Linked DNA regions of Mus musculus: all the other regions are linked to region 1. A link is a contact called in public HiChIP or PLAC-seq data. All regions are on one chromosome and are shown on one strand. Each heading gives the region's core, a stretch centred on a gene start, on an enhancer-like site or on the middle of the called end of the contact. The rest is flanking DNA. Distances are from core to core; before and after follow the strand shown.

Region 1 (2,896 bases), core at 297-2,796:
TCCAAAACTGCTTTAAAGATTTATCTCACAGGTGCAGGCTGTCTCAGGTGTGTAGTACCTATAACACACACACACACACATCTACTGGGGTAGTCTACAGCTTTTGTGTTTTGGTAAATGTGTTGGTGAGAATGTCAAAACTCTCCAAACCTCCATCCATAAAAAGCGACTTAAATCACAATTTAACACGGTGCCCAGTGTCAAGTGCCTGGGACACCCCTGCCACACTTTAAGGAAAAGCTCTGGCTGTCAGGTTTACTGTTTATTTTAGCCCTCAACAGATGACACGCCTCCGTGTTTGTGATGCTGGGGTCTAAGGAGTTCTACCCACAGTAGAGCTCACTCTTAAAAAGCTAACAAATTCTGCCCGGTCCCAGGCCATTTTTGTTTTTTTTCCTGAGGTAGTGTTTCACTCTATAGCTCGTGCTGGCTAGGAATTCTCATGTAGACCAGGATGGCCTCTGCCCCTCCACTGCTAGGGATTTAAGGCGCTCAGCACCACGCCCAACAAAGACTCTAACTATCCCCTCATTTTAAGCTTATTTCCCACAGCTCAGCGGTCTTTCAGAGTCTATAGAAGCAATTCTTTGAAATGTAACTGGGATGAAGGAGGCGCCTAACTTCCTAGTTCTCAGCCGGCAGAAGCAATGCCTAACCCTTGGGGAGTTTTCACCTCTCCTGTCTACTTCAGGCCTTCTCTCCTTACACTTTTTTTTAAAGGCCAAAGTCACTCGGAGCACTCCAGAACACAGCTCAGTTCTGCTCCTAGTCAGTAGGGTTGGAATAAAATCTTGCTTCTCGCCACTCTCACACTGGTCAAAAAATGCTAAAACTCGGGTTACTACGGTCAAGAGACGTCTGGACATTTTTTTCTAACTCGTCTTCCTGGCAATCCAGAAGCCTAGAAAAGCTTCGGGGTGATCCGTCCCCTCCACCTCACCTCTCCTCTTCCTTGAGGAAACCTGGAAGCTCCCACCCTCCTGTCCAGAGCTCCCTAATTCCCCACTCATGCCTGTCGCTAAGTGGCCTGCTGGGAAGTCTCCTGTCCACGCTCCTGCACCAAACCGAGGCTGCTCTCTCCCGGGGTCGCTGGAGGACGGGGATTCCTCACTGAACCCCCACTGCCCTCGGCTCGGCCGCCTCTTCTCCTAGCCCCCTCGGACCTCGGCTTCCTCGCCAGGCCGTGAGGTCCCTCGGCCATGGCGCCGCGGATGCTGAGGGGTTCTGAGGAGAGAGTCAGGCGCTCCGAGGGGGGCCGCGCCCGGCTCTCGTCGGCCATTTCGAAGGCGCGGCGGGGCGGGGCCGGGGCGCTCGGCCTTCACCAGGCCGCGGGAGTTGAGGGCTGGAGCTCGGGCCGCCCCCGCCGCCGGGCGGGAACTCACCTTCTCTGAGGCAGGGGCGGGCGTCTACAACTACTGTCCCCCTCCCCGCCAACAACGCCGGCCGGGGGTCAGAGGCTGCGGTGGAGGTGGCGGAGAGGCAGAGACACCGCTGCCGCCGCCGCCGCCTCCGCCGCAGAGCAGGCGGGGTGGGAGGGGGGGAGGAGGCGGAGACCTGACTTCCTGAGGGGAAGTCGCCGCCACCACCCGCGGCTGACTGGACAGCGCCAGCGCCATGGCGGCGGGGGCGCGCAGGTGCGCGTGCGCAGCAGGGCGGCCGAGCCCTCGGGAAATTTTCTAGCCCCGCCCTCCATGTGTGCTCCGCCCCTTCCCGCCATTTCGGACTAACCGGCTCTGTCCGTGTGGGTAGGAGCTTGGGTGTCGGTCCTTCTTGCCATTGGAGGAAAGAAACCTAGTGACGAGGTTCAGCCCGGAAGCCAAAGTGAGTCTGGAAATGTATGGATCCACCGGCCAAAATATCTAAGAAACGCACATCTGCCTTTCCTCTTTCTTGTGCTCTTATATTAAGACTAAATATTAAGCACCATCCCTGCTCATGGTACGTTGCTAGCTAGCATAGTCCATAAATTCCCTCTTAGATTATACACGTTCGTGCATAGTATTCCTCAAAGCACACACACGGTATGCTCACCATACACGCTCCTATTACATAGATACAACATCACACAGGTACTACTAAAGTATATTTTAGTTTTCTTTACATGGTCATTATTTTGTGTGGAGCGGAGTGAGGGTGGGGCTCCTTTTACCTTATGCACCCCAGAAGTCGAACTCAGCTTCTGGGGCTTGGCAGCACACCGACCCATGTGTAATAGGGTCTTACTTTAGCTCAGGCTGGTCCCAAGCATGGATTGAAGTAATCACTTAAAAACCTCAGATGGACTGAGAAGCCCAGAGTTGACTGTTGACTGCTGAAGCTTCTGATAAGGAGATCCACATACCAGACCCGCTAGCCTCTCCCACTTCCTGACTGCAGGGGAACTGACCTGCAAATGGAATCTTCCAACCCCAAAGCTCCCTCCCTCCGCCTCCCCCCCCCCCTTTCAGTCCTACAAAACCCAACCCCTTACTCCCCAACACGTGCCACTTGGGCATAGTCTCACTTCCCTGAGAGACTGCAGCCCTTCAGTTCTGATTAAAGATCAGTTCTGTTTCAGGAGATGTCTGTCTACCCTTCATTTCCACTCGCCTTCACCAATCCCTTTCTATCATCTCTCAGTCTCGCAAGGGCTGAAATTTAACGAGTGAGCCAGGAAGCTCCACTAGGGTCTTTGGTTTTTAAAGCCGAAGACTGCTTTACTCCCAGGCTGGCCTGGAATACAGGATCCTTCTACCTCAGACTCCCAAGTGCTGGAATTAGAAGCCCCTTCACCCACTGGACCATGTTAAAGGCCCTGCTTCCGGTTAATACTACACTACTGTGTAAGTCAACAGGCTGCACTTGCTTCCGTTGCCAAGCATTGCCACTCCCCGACTGCCTAATAAACTCCGTCCGT
Region 2 (2,896 bases), core at 140-2,639, 200 kb before region 1:
ACTTGTGAGCATGTCACTGGGCATTTCTAGAGACTGTTGGTACAGCAGCTGAGAGGGGTGTCTCCCCTGAATGTGGGCAATGCCACTCAATAGGCTAAGAGTGCTGCAGAGATAAGGGGTCAGCCAGCTAGCCCAAGCGTCTCTTTTCCTGAACCATTTAATCCGATTACCATCTACCATGGGGAAGTAAACACCACTAGGACTATTGCAAAAGCTCCCCTAGCCAAGACAGACTTCAGAGTATCATGTTCACACTGGTTCTCCATTCTCCTCTGAGGTCGTATCAAGTGCACCAAGGAACCTTCCCTGGAAATGTCTCCCACTCGACCTCCCCTTTTCATTCATCTTTCTTTTCTGTGATATTTATTTTGTGTGTGCACACGTAGCACATATGTGGAGGTTAGAAGACAGCATCCAGGAACCAGGGCTTGCCTTCCACTACCTGGGTCCTGGGGATCAAGCTGAGGTCATCAGCTTGGCAGCTGTGCCTTTAGCCCTTGAGCCATTGAATGACTGTCATTGACCTTATGGTTTGTCATACCTTAGCATTTCTTCCAACTACTTCCACAAACACCTCCCCTCTGCTCCCCTTGTGTCTAGTTCAGAGCCATCCTTCCTTTCTGCTCCTCCTCTCTCTCTCCACTTCCTGAAGCTACAGATTGCAGTTCCCTGTTCACCTATTTCTCCTCTTGACTTTTGTGTCTCAGCTCACAACACACCCAGGATTTCCTTCTTACTTCCCTAGAGCTAACCCACTAGCAGCGACCTCAACCTGTGGCATTTCCATTTCTGAAACTCCATCTTGTTTCAATCCATACCTAAAAGCCACCTGCGAAGTCTTAACCATGTAGTTATGCAACCCTGGCTATATGCACTGTGTTTGTACTATTCTTCTTCCAACTGTGTATGTATGGAGACAATTTGAATGCCATAATATAGGGACAGGGAGCCCAGCCAGGCCAGGAGTCTGGACTTACAGGCAGTTGTAAGCCACCTGGCATGGGTGCTGAGAACTGAACAGGTCCTCCCTCTGGAACAGCAGTAAGTTCTCTATAACTGCTGAGCCATCTCTCCAGCCCACAGAGCAGAAAGTTTTATGGAGACACTTTTCCAGAGATGTTCAGAGGGTATCTCTTGAGTACTTGACCACATATAGATCAATGTGTGCATGAGAAAGAATTTCCCAAGCTGGATGAAGAGCCACTAAAAGGAATAGATATATCAGTAACTGGAATTCACGCAGAAATGAGAATAAGGCTTTTCCCCCACAGACTAGGGAGGGAAAGTTTATTATTTATAAGACCTTGGCTAACATACAAAGTGTCACCTCATTGGGAGAGTAACTAGCTTTAATGTCTGCACTGGTCTGCTCTCACCTGACAGATCAGGAAGGCAAGGTCCAAAGTATCACTGTTCCAAAGTAACAGTTACACACCAGAGCAGAGCTTGCTAGTATGTTTATCAGCTTTTTATCACTGCAACAAACATTGGAAATGATCTTACAAAGAGAAAAAAATTACTTGGCTCAAGAGTTGAGAGGATTTCGCCGCCAATGGTGGTTGGCTTTGAATCTATGATGAGGTAGTTTAGCAGCAACGACATGTGGCAAGAAAAAGCTCATTGCTAGGAAGAAAAGAGGAGGCCAGAACTTAGTGTCCTCCTCTGCCCTTCTCTACCTTACCATCATTTGTTGGAGTCATAATCTCTTTTGAGGGTACACCCTCAATGACCTAAAGACACCCTCTCACTGGACCTGTCTATTAAAGGACCCACCATATCCAAATAGCTTCACCTGGGTCCAAGCCTTTAAGATACAGATCATCCAATCTTAGCATCTGAAAAATAGTCATGAAAACAAAGCTTGACAGTAGTCAGAAAGGCACATTACATGCAGAGGCACATTTATAAGGGCAACTTCAGATTTATTGTAAAAATTTTTAATTTAATGTGATAAACAAGGGCTGGGGATAAAATATCAATGTCAATGGGTAAAAGCACTTGACACATAAGCATAAGGACCTGAGTTTGAATCTCCAGAACTCATTAAAGGTCAGTACAGCAGCAAGTGTCTATAATTCCTGTCCTCTTAAGACAAGATGGGAGGCAGGCATAGGAGAATCCATAGAAGTCTGTGGGCCAGATAGGCTGCCATTCATGAACGAAAACAACAAAAGAGAGCTGTCTCTAAGGATGTGTAGAAGCAAGAACCAACACCCAAAGTTGTAGTCCACTCATGCACCATTATGTGGACATTCTGTGGCATGCATGCACCCAATTACACACATGAAAATGCACATAGACATGCACACACAGTATGGGACAATAGTACACATACATACAATTTTATAAATTACTTTCTTCACTTAGAAATGTATTCTGCTCTTTCATTCCTGTAACACCATTCATCCGTGTTTAGCTATATCATAATCTATGCAACCAAACCTCTAATCTTTCAGATGGACATTTTCAATATTTGGAATTCCAATGGGCATTGCCAACCATCTTTGATTCTCTTACATGATCCCACAAGTTATCATAACTGATCATTTTCTTAGGAGAAATTCTATAAAAAATATTTTTAACCAAAGGGCAGGAATATTTAAAATATTTTTGATATATTCTATTACCCATCAAAGAAGTTATACATCCCTCACCATCACTGCACATACTTTTTTTTTTCAAAATATACTCCATAAGTGTAGAGCAAGCATGAAGATCATATATATTCTGTGACCCTTTTTTATCCGTGTGTGGGCAAATGGAATGCAAATGAGGCTGCTTTCTACATCTAAATTGGAGTTAGGATACACAGCTCAAGGTAATCACAGTGAAGCAGATAAATTTCCATAGAACTAGGAACAGAAGGCATTCACCTCTGTATAAAAATAGAAGAAAA
Region 3 (2,896 bases), core at 110-2,609, 150 kb before region 1:
AGATAGTGTTGGCATCTAGAGTCCACCTACGCTTCTGCTTCTGCTACACTACCAGGCTCATTTCCCAGCCATAGCTTGTGAAGGACTGTGGTCTAGCATATGCTAAGTACAGGTTTATTTCCTCATAGGTTTTGAACCTTAGCATCAGCTTTACAGGGTGTTGCCAGACTTTCCCCTTAGGGTTTATACCAGTTTACAGTCCTGTTCAGCACACCTGGGGCAGTGCTGTTCCCTCTTTTCTCATCACATTTGCAATGGCCAGATAGTAACCAGGTGGGTGTGAAATAGTGTCTGGTCAGACTCACCTTGCCTTTCCTGTGTTTTGAAGTGGAGCATCTTTTCACATGTTAACATTAGGATGACTTCTTGTGAATTTCATATTCTTTTGCCCATGGTTTCCTCTTAGATTGGCTGTCTGTCTTTTCAGTTGGAGGTTGCTTCAATACTCTTTGTGAGTTGAATATGAAGTAGTGATTTCTCTCAATCCAGGTCTCCTTACTCTGTTGAGAGTCCTTTGGAGTTTGCTTTGTCTTACTAACCCAGATTAACTAGATGCTGAGAAAGAACCAGTTCCTTGTAGGTCCAACAGTAACCAATTGTTGGGTTCATATGCCAGTTTTTCATAAGTAGATGGGAAGCTTAGAAATAACACTGAGAATTGGCACTTAGGAATTAAAGCAAATACTGTTTTACAATGGACTGCTCAGTAACTGTGATTCACGAATGCATTTAGGTGAGCAATAAAAACTACTCTTTAAACCTACCTGATTGTATATATGAAGTGGTTAAAGAGATAGCATATATAGGCTGTAATTTAGTTCTCATGACTTCTCTACCCTTCAGTCTCTTAAGTTTAGTATGTTGTGGTTTTCTTTTTCCAAGCTTTATTGTGTCCTGCATAAATGGACACACTTTGTTGTCCTTTTTTGGTTCTTGTTTGACTCCTTCTCCCAGTGTAAGATCATCATGCCAGGCTTCTCTTTGCTTTATTGTTTGTTTTTCAAGACAGGGTTTCTCTGGGTAAACCTGGCTATCCTGTAACTCATTCTGTAGACCAGCAGGGCCTGAAACTCAGAGATTTGCCAGCCTCAGCCTACCAATATTGGAATTAAAGGTATGTGCCACCATGCCTGGCATATTGTTTGCTTTTAGTTTGCTGTGTAACCCAGGCTGACACTGAACTCAGGATCCTCAGGCCTCTGCTTCCTAAATGGTATGTAACTCTCATTGTTTTACAAATATGAAAGGGAAAAGTCAAGCATGTGGTGCTAATAATAGAGGTGTTTCTTCACATAGTGCCTCTGCTGGTTTACCGTGTTGTTGATTTCCTGGCTAGCCATGTAAATGTGTTTGGTCACCTAGTAACAGAAGCTGGAAGCAATGCCAGCTCTGATGCAACACTGAGTAAGAACCTACAGTTACCACAAAGGGAGTTGACTTGTATTTCATCCCTCAACATCCATTTATATTTTGGCTTTAATTTTTATTACGTGCAACGAGAACATAAACTGTAAAAGGGTTTCTTGTCTTCCTTAATTGCTTAAAATGAAAGAATAGATAGTTGAAGGGAGTTTAGAAACATGTATTCTTCTGTCCAAGACCGCAACTATGTTAGAAAGTTTCACTGTGGTTAAAGATAATCCTACTGGAAAGGGTGTTCTGTTTTTCTTACCTATGTAGTAGTAACCATAGAAGGCTTTGTGAAGGGAAAGTGAAGATGTGAAGGGCATCCTTGTAAAACTCCATACATACCACTGTTTAAATGCTAGACTTTTAAAAGGTTTCTCAATAAGCATTTATTTTTTGGTATATATCTCAAGGAAATTAATTATCCAAAGAATTGTATTATTTGAACAGATAGTGTTAGTGGTAACTGTTAGATTATTTTAAAAGCAGCTGTAGAGAAAAAAGGCAGAAGGAAAGAAAGGCTTGGTCTGACCTTAGGCAGTGTGATGGTTTCCATATGCTCATCCCAGAAAGTGGCACTATTAGAAGGTGTGGCCCTGTTGGAGTAGGTATGGCTTTGTTGGAGTAGGTGTGTTACTGTGAATGTGGCCTTTAAGATCCTCATCCTAGCTACCTGGAAGCCAGTATTCTGCTAGTAGCCTTCAGGTGAAGATGTAGAATTCTCAGCTCCTCCTGCACCATGCCTGCCTGGATCCTGCCATGCTCCTGCCTTGAAGATAATGGACTGAACCTATGAACCTGTAAGCCAGCCCCAATTAAATGTTGTCCTTATAAGAGTTGCCTTGGTCATGGTGTCTGTTCACAGCAGTAAAACCCTAAGACATGTCTATTCACTGCATGAATATTCACTATTACCCACATGTTTGAATGGCCAGAATGCCTACAGAGGAAGATGGGATGTGGAAATGACTTCCATAGTCCTCAAGAGAAGCTGGGAGGTATAGTCCTTCAGCAGGAAGCTACCAGTAACTATTAAAATTCTGATTGTATGTTATGGAGTCTGTATACTTAGTCTCTGCACTTGTAAGGAAGGCAGGGTGTCAAGAGTTCAAGATCATCTTTATTACATTGTGTTTGAGGCCACCTTAGCTACATAAAACCCTGTTTCTAAAAACAAGCAAACTGATAATATATATTAACGAGTAAAGATATCTTTGAAAGCATTTTTTATTTTCCGTGGTGGTTTTCTTTCTTTCCTAGTGAATTAAATCGCTGTTGACAAGTTTGTAGGCTGGTTGATAAGATTGAGAAGTAATTATTAGACAAGTCATTTCTACCCGGGGCTATGTTTATTCACAAACCAGTGAGGGATGTAACTCAGTCAGGTGGATATTGCTTATTACATATGCTTAGGCATGTGGAGAATTATAGGCAGATTCTGAGTTTGTAGTGAATCACATCTTTAGATACCCATTATTTATTTGTTTGA
Region 4 (2,896 bases), core at 147-2,646, 130 kb before region 1:
TTGGTGAGGCTTACCTATGAGGCTTTTATTTGACCTCCTAAATTTTTCATTTTCAATTTTGTCTGAGTTTTAGTTTTTTGTTTCTGCTTTCATGTCTTACAGTGTTTTTATTGTTTCATTCCACTCTTTGTGTTTCCATCGTCTTCACTGAGGCATTTCATACCTTCTTTTAACATACTATACTTGGTATTTTGAAGCTCCTATCTTCTGTGTCAGTTAAATTGCATTTCACAGGCCTACTGCAATAGATTTGTTTCTGGAGGAACAATCCAAATGTTTACTGTTTATATTTGTGTTTGGGGACTTGGATCTAGGTATCTGCAGTTAGGATATTTGAGGTGTTTCTTAGTATAGCTATCTGGTCTTGTCTTTTTTGGGGGGGTGGGTATCCCATGCTTTGGTTGGTGTTGCCCTGTCTGGATCCTAGTTAATTGTGCTGGTATATGATTACTGGCTGAGAGTGCTTTTGTGGGTTGGGTCAGCAGGACACAAAGATGGGATAAGAGGAAAGGCCGGGAGATACAGGCTCAGGACCCTGAGTACACACCAAGATTGCTGATAATACCTTTGAATGAACTGTTGGTGGTCTTTTTGTTTCCACAGTGATGTTAGGAAATTGCTAGCTCTTCCACTGAATTTGATTTGTGGTGTTTTCCATTTTTTGAATTTTAAAGACATTTGGATTATACTATTAATAGCTTCCCATTAAGTTTGTACTTGTAGGGCTGAGTATTGTTAGTCATTCCCAAGAGGGGGAAAAAAATAAGAAGAGTGGTGGAAGTCTTCCACAGGAATATTAGAAGGGAAGGGCATTTGTAGTCTTTAACATGCTGAAAATGGGTATAGTGGTGAGGGCTGTGAGCCTTGGCCAGATGCATTTTTACCAGAAATAGTACCCCATCCAAGTGGCAAATTTAGGAGAGAAGAGGGGAGAGCTAACCATGTGAGTAACATCATGTTATTATGTGTGTGTGTGTGTGTGTGTGTGTGTGTGTGTGTGATGGAAATTATATATACAGAGCCTTAAATATCCCAAACCTTTTCATAGTCTGAGCAGGGTAGAATGCTGCTGTTGGTGCTGTGTGAGTGTCAGTGTGGGCTACTACTGATTAGGTCACCAAGTACCATTATTGGGGGTGGGGGGTCTGATTATGAGAATCCCAAAATTCTTATTTAGAGATTGCAGTGGCTAAAGGGTTGTGATATCTACATATCCTTTGGCAACAGCAAAGTGATGCTAATCTGTGCCCTCTCCCTATTAGGAACCTGTAGTATAAAGTAAAAACCAAGGCAGAGTAGCTTTTGTCTCTTTCAATTTGAATTGAACTGTGAGCAAAAAGCTGACCAGCCCTCAGCTGCATGTGTCCCAAGAGACCTGTGAGTGCTCCAACACAAAATCTGAACTTCCTTAAAGCCTGCAGTCCACTCCTGGGCATATACACAAAGAACCCTGTGTTGCAGGGTGATCTGCACCCCAAGTTATCACTGTAGCTAGGAAATAAAACCAACCTAGTCCAGCAGATAAATGGACCATGATAGTATGTTACATATATAATGTGTAACATTATTCCGCTCTAAAGAAAAGTGAAATTATGAAATTTAAAGGGAAATGCATGAACTTAGAATATATATTAAATATGATCAGCCAGTTTCAGAAAACAAAACATACACTATTTCCCATCCTGCTGATTCTTTAGCATGAACTTTAAATATGACACCATCATGTCACAAAGTCAAGAGGGTGAGTGTACTTGGGTGACATATTTACTTCTGCTTTGTATAAAAGCCTTTACTTTTATTTTTAAAAAAAATTATTTCCTTAATGTGCAGCCTAAATGTTAAAGTTGGTTGAGTCATCGGGAGAAGACTGTAATCTCAGGTCTAGGATCTGGAAAAACATTGTTGGGTTTTTTTTGTTTGTTTTGTTTGTTGTTTGTTTTTGTTTCATCCACTCAAATTGTCATTCATTTATTAGTGTTAGGTGACTTGAGCAAGCTAGTGATAGGGACAAGAGTACTGTTGGGAAATTATTAGATAAGGAAGGTGCTATTGGGTACAATGGAGGAAGAGTTACTCGTATTTTATGTCACCTTTACTTTGTTCTCCCTTCCCCATGTGCCAGGGATCAAGGCAGAGGCCTTGTACATGCTGGGCAAGCGCTCCACCACAGAATATATTCCCAGCTCGGCTTGCTCACATTTTATATTCATACCTGGTTCATGTTCAAGTGGTCCTTGGTGAATTGGGTTAGCTGAAAAATGTCCAAATAAAAGTCAATTAAAGGATAGGCTTTATAGTTGAATATCAAAATGAAGCTTTCTTATCACATTTGTAAAATTTGACTTTAACAGCTGATAAAGTTAAAGTTAAAGATGAATTAGTCCCTCCTTGTGCAGCTGCTGCCTGATCACTCATGGCACTTCAGAGTTTCAGAACAGAACATTATTTCCCTGTGTATAGATATAGTGATAGTATAGCTATACAAATCTTTTTGTCATGAGAGCACATAGTGTATGTATGCTTTTTTTTATCTTCTCAAAGTACTGGGACTCAGTGGTGAGCACTTGTCGCACTTCCAGAAGACCTGGGCTTTGTTCCCAGCACTCACATGATAGATCAAAACTATAACCCCAGTGCAAGGGACCCCAGTGCTCTCCTGTGGCCTTTGAGGGTACGCGACATGCACACGTGCATAATACATGGGACAACACACAAACACACATAAAAGTAAATCCTAAAAAAGACTGGGAACCTTGAGAAATATCTATGGTTTCTGGGTTTGTTTCTTTGGTGTATTTTGTTGTTGCAGTGCTGGGGGTTGAACCCAGGACCCTTTTATTTGTGTAAACAACCACCCCATCACTGAGCTGCATCCACAGCCTCAATGTTTGCAGGT

What was found. HiChIP or PLAC-seq counts read pairs in DNA pulled down with a chosen protein or histone mark.
Region 2: an H3K4me3 HiChIP or PLAC-seq map of intestinal villus epithelium shows a contact between it and region 1, with 9 read pairs. The contact joins the enhancer-like site here to the promoter of Krcc1 in region 1. A contact is called at or near these places in 2 of 484 Hi-C or Micro-C datasets (cortical glia and natural killer cells), 4 of 115 datasets of contacts at active chromatin or transcription factors (embryonic stem cells, extraembryonic endoderm stem cells, intestinal villus epithelium and 1 more) and 3 of 9 other capture datasets (adipose tissue, liver and pancreatic islet).
Region 3: a contact with region 1 is called in a FOXA1 HiChIP or PLAC-seq map of pancreatic cancer cells. The contact joins the enhancer-like site here to the promoter of Krcc1 in region 1. A contact is called at or near these places in 14 of 39 promoter capture datasets (the 3T3-L1 cell line, 3T3-L1-derived adipocytes, the C10 cell line and 10 more), 1 of 15 datasets of contacts at CTCF or cohesin (CD8 T cells), 25 of 484 Hi-C or Micro-C datasets (the Ba/F3 cell line, CD8 T cells, the G1E-ER4 cell line and 18 more), 19 of 115 datasets of contacts at active chromatin or transcription factors (CD8 T cells, the NIH/3T3 cell line, the SCID.adh cell line and 13 more) and 3 of 9 other capture datasets (adipose tissue, liver and pancreatic islet).
Region 4: an H3K4me3 HiChIP or PLAC-seq map of bone marrow-derived macrophages shows a contact between it and region 1, with 4 times the contacts expected there. The contact joins the enhancer-like site here to the promoter of Krcc1 in region 1. A contact is called at or near these places in 6 of 39 promoter capture datasets (the 3T3-L1 cell line, 3T3-L1-derived adipocytes, the HPC-7 cell line and 2 more), 16 of 484 Hi-C or Micro-C datasets (the Ba/F3 cell line, MC3T3-E1-derived osteoblasts, adipose-derived mesenchymal stem cells and 12 more), 19 of 115 datasets of contacts at active chromatin or transcription factors (CD8 T cells, the NIH/3T3 cell line, the SCID.adh cell line and 13 more) and 4 of 9 other capture datasets (adipose tissue, embryonic stem cells, liver and 1 more).

Annotation. Positions count from the first base shown.
Region 1 is chr6:71,270,327-71,273,222 of GRCm38.p6, reverse strand. Krcc1 (lysine-rich coiled-coil 1) reads right to left here and starts at 1,546. Exons shown (of 3, transcript NM_001354706.1): 1 at 1,383-1,546. It overlaps Mir8112 (microRNA 8112), which reads right to left and starts at 1,552; the gene lies at 1,422-1,552.
Region 2 is chr6:71,474,299-71,477,194 of GRCm38.p6, reverse strand. The region is part of intron 1 of Gm30582 (a long non-coding RNA gene); the gene reads left to right. Among named protein-coding and RNA genes, the nearest start is that of Gm30582, 3.4 kb to the left of the region's middle. Within about 2 kb of position 1,389, at least 5 of the 459 cell types and tissues checked have an H3K27ac peak or open chromatin away from gene starts, as enhancers often do. A contact at or near this core is called in intestinal villus epithelium and liver, where this site is marked.
Region 3 is chr6:71,417,529-71,420,424 of GRCm38.p6, reverse strand. All of the region lies in intron 2 of Rmnd5a (required for meiotic nuclear division 5 homolog A), which reads left to right. Among named protein-coding and RNA genes, the nearest start is that of Rmnd5a, 22 kb to the left of the region's middle. Within about 2 kb of position 1,359, at least 71 of the 459 cell types and tissues checked have an H3K27ac peak or open chromatin away from gene starts, as enhancers often do. A contact at or near this core is called in the Ba/F3 cell line, the N1E-115 cell line, the SCID.adh cell line and 8 more, where this site is marked.
Region 4 is chr6:71,399,816-71,402,711 of GRCm38.p6, reverse strand. All of the region lies in intron 4 of Rmnd5a (required for meiotic nuclear division 5 homolog A), which reads left to right. Among named protein-coding and RNA genes, the nearest start is that of Cd8a, 28 kb to the right of the region's middle. Within about 2 kb of position 1,396, at least 3 of the 459 cell types and tissues checked have an H3K27ac peak or open chromatin away from gene starts, as enhancers often do. A contact at or near this core is called in bone marrow-derived macrophages, where this site is marked.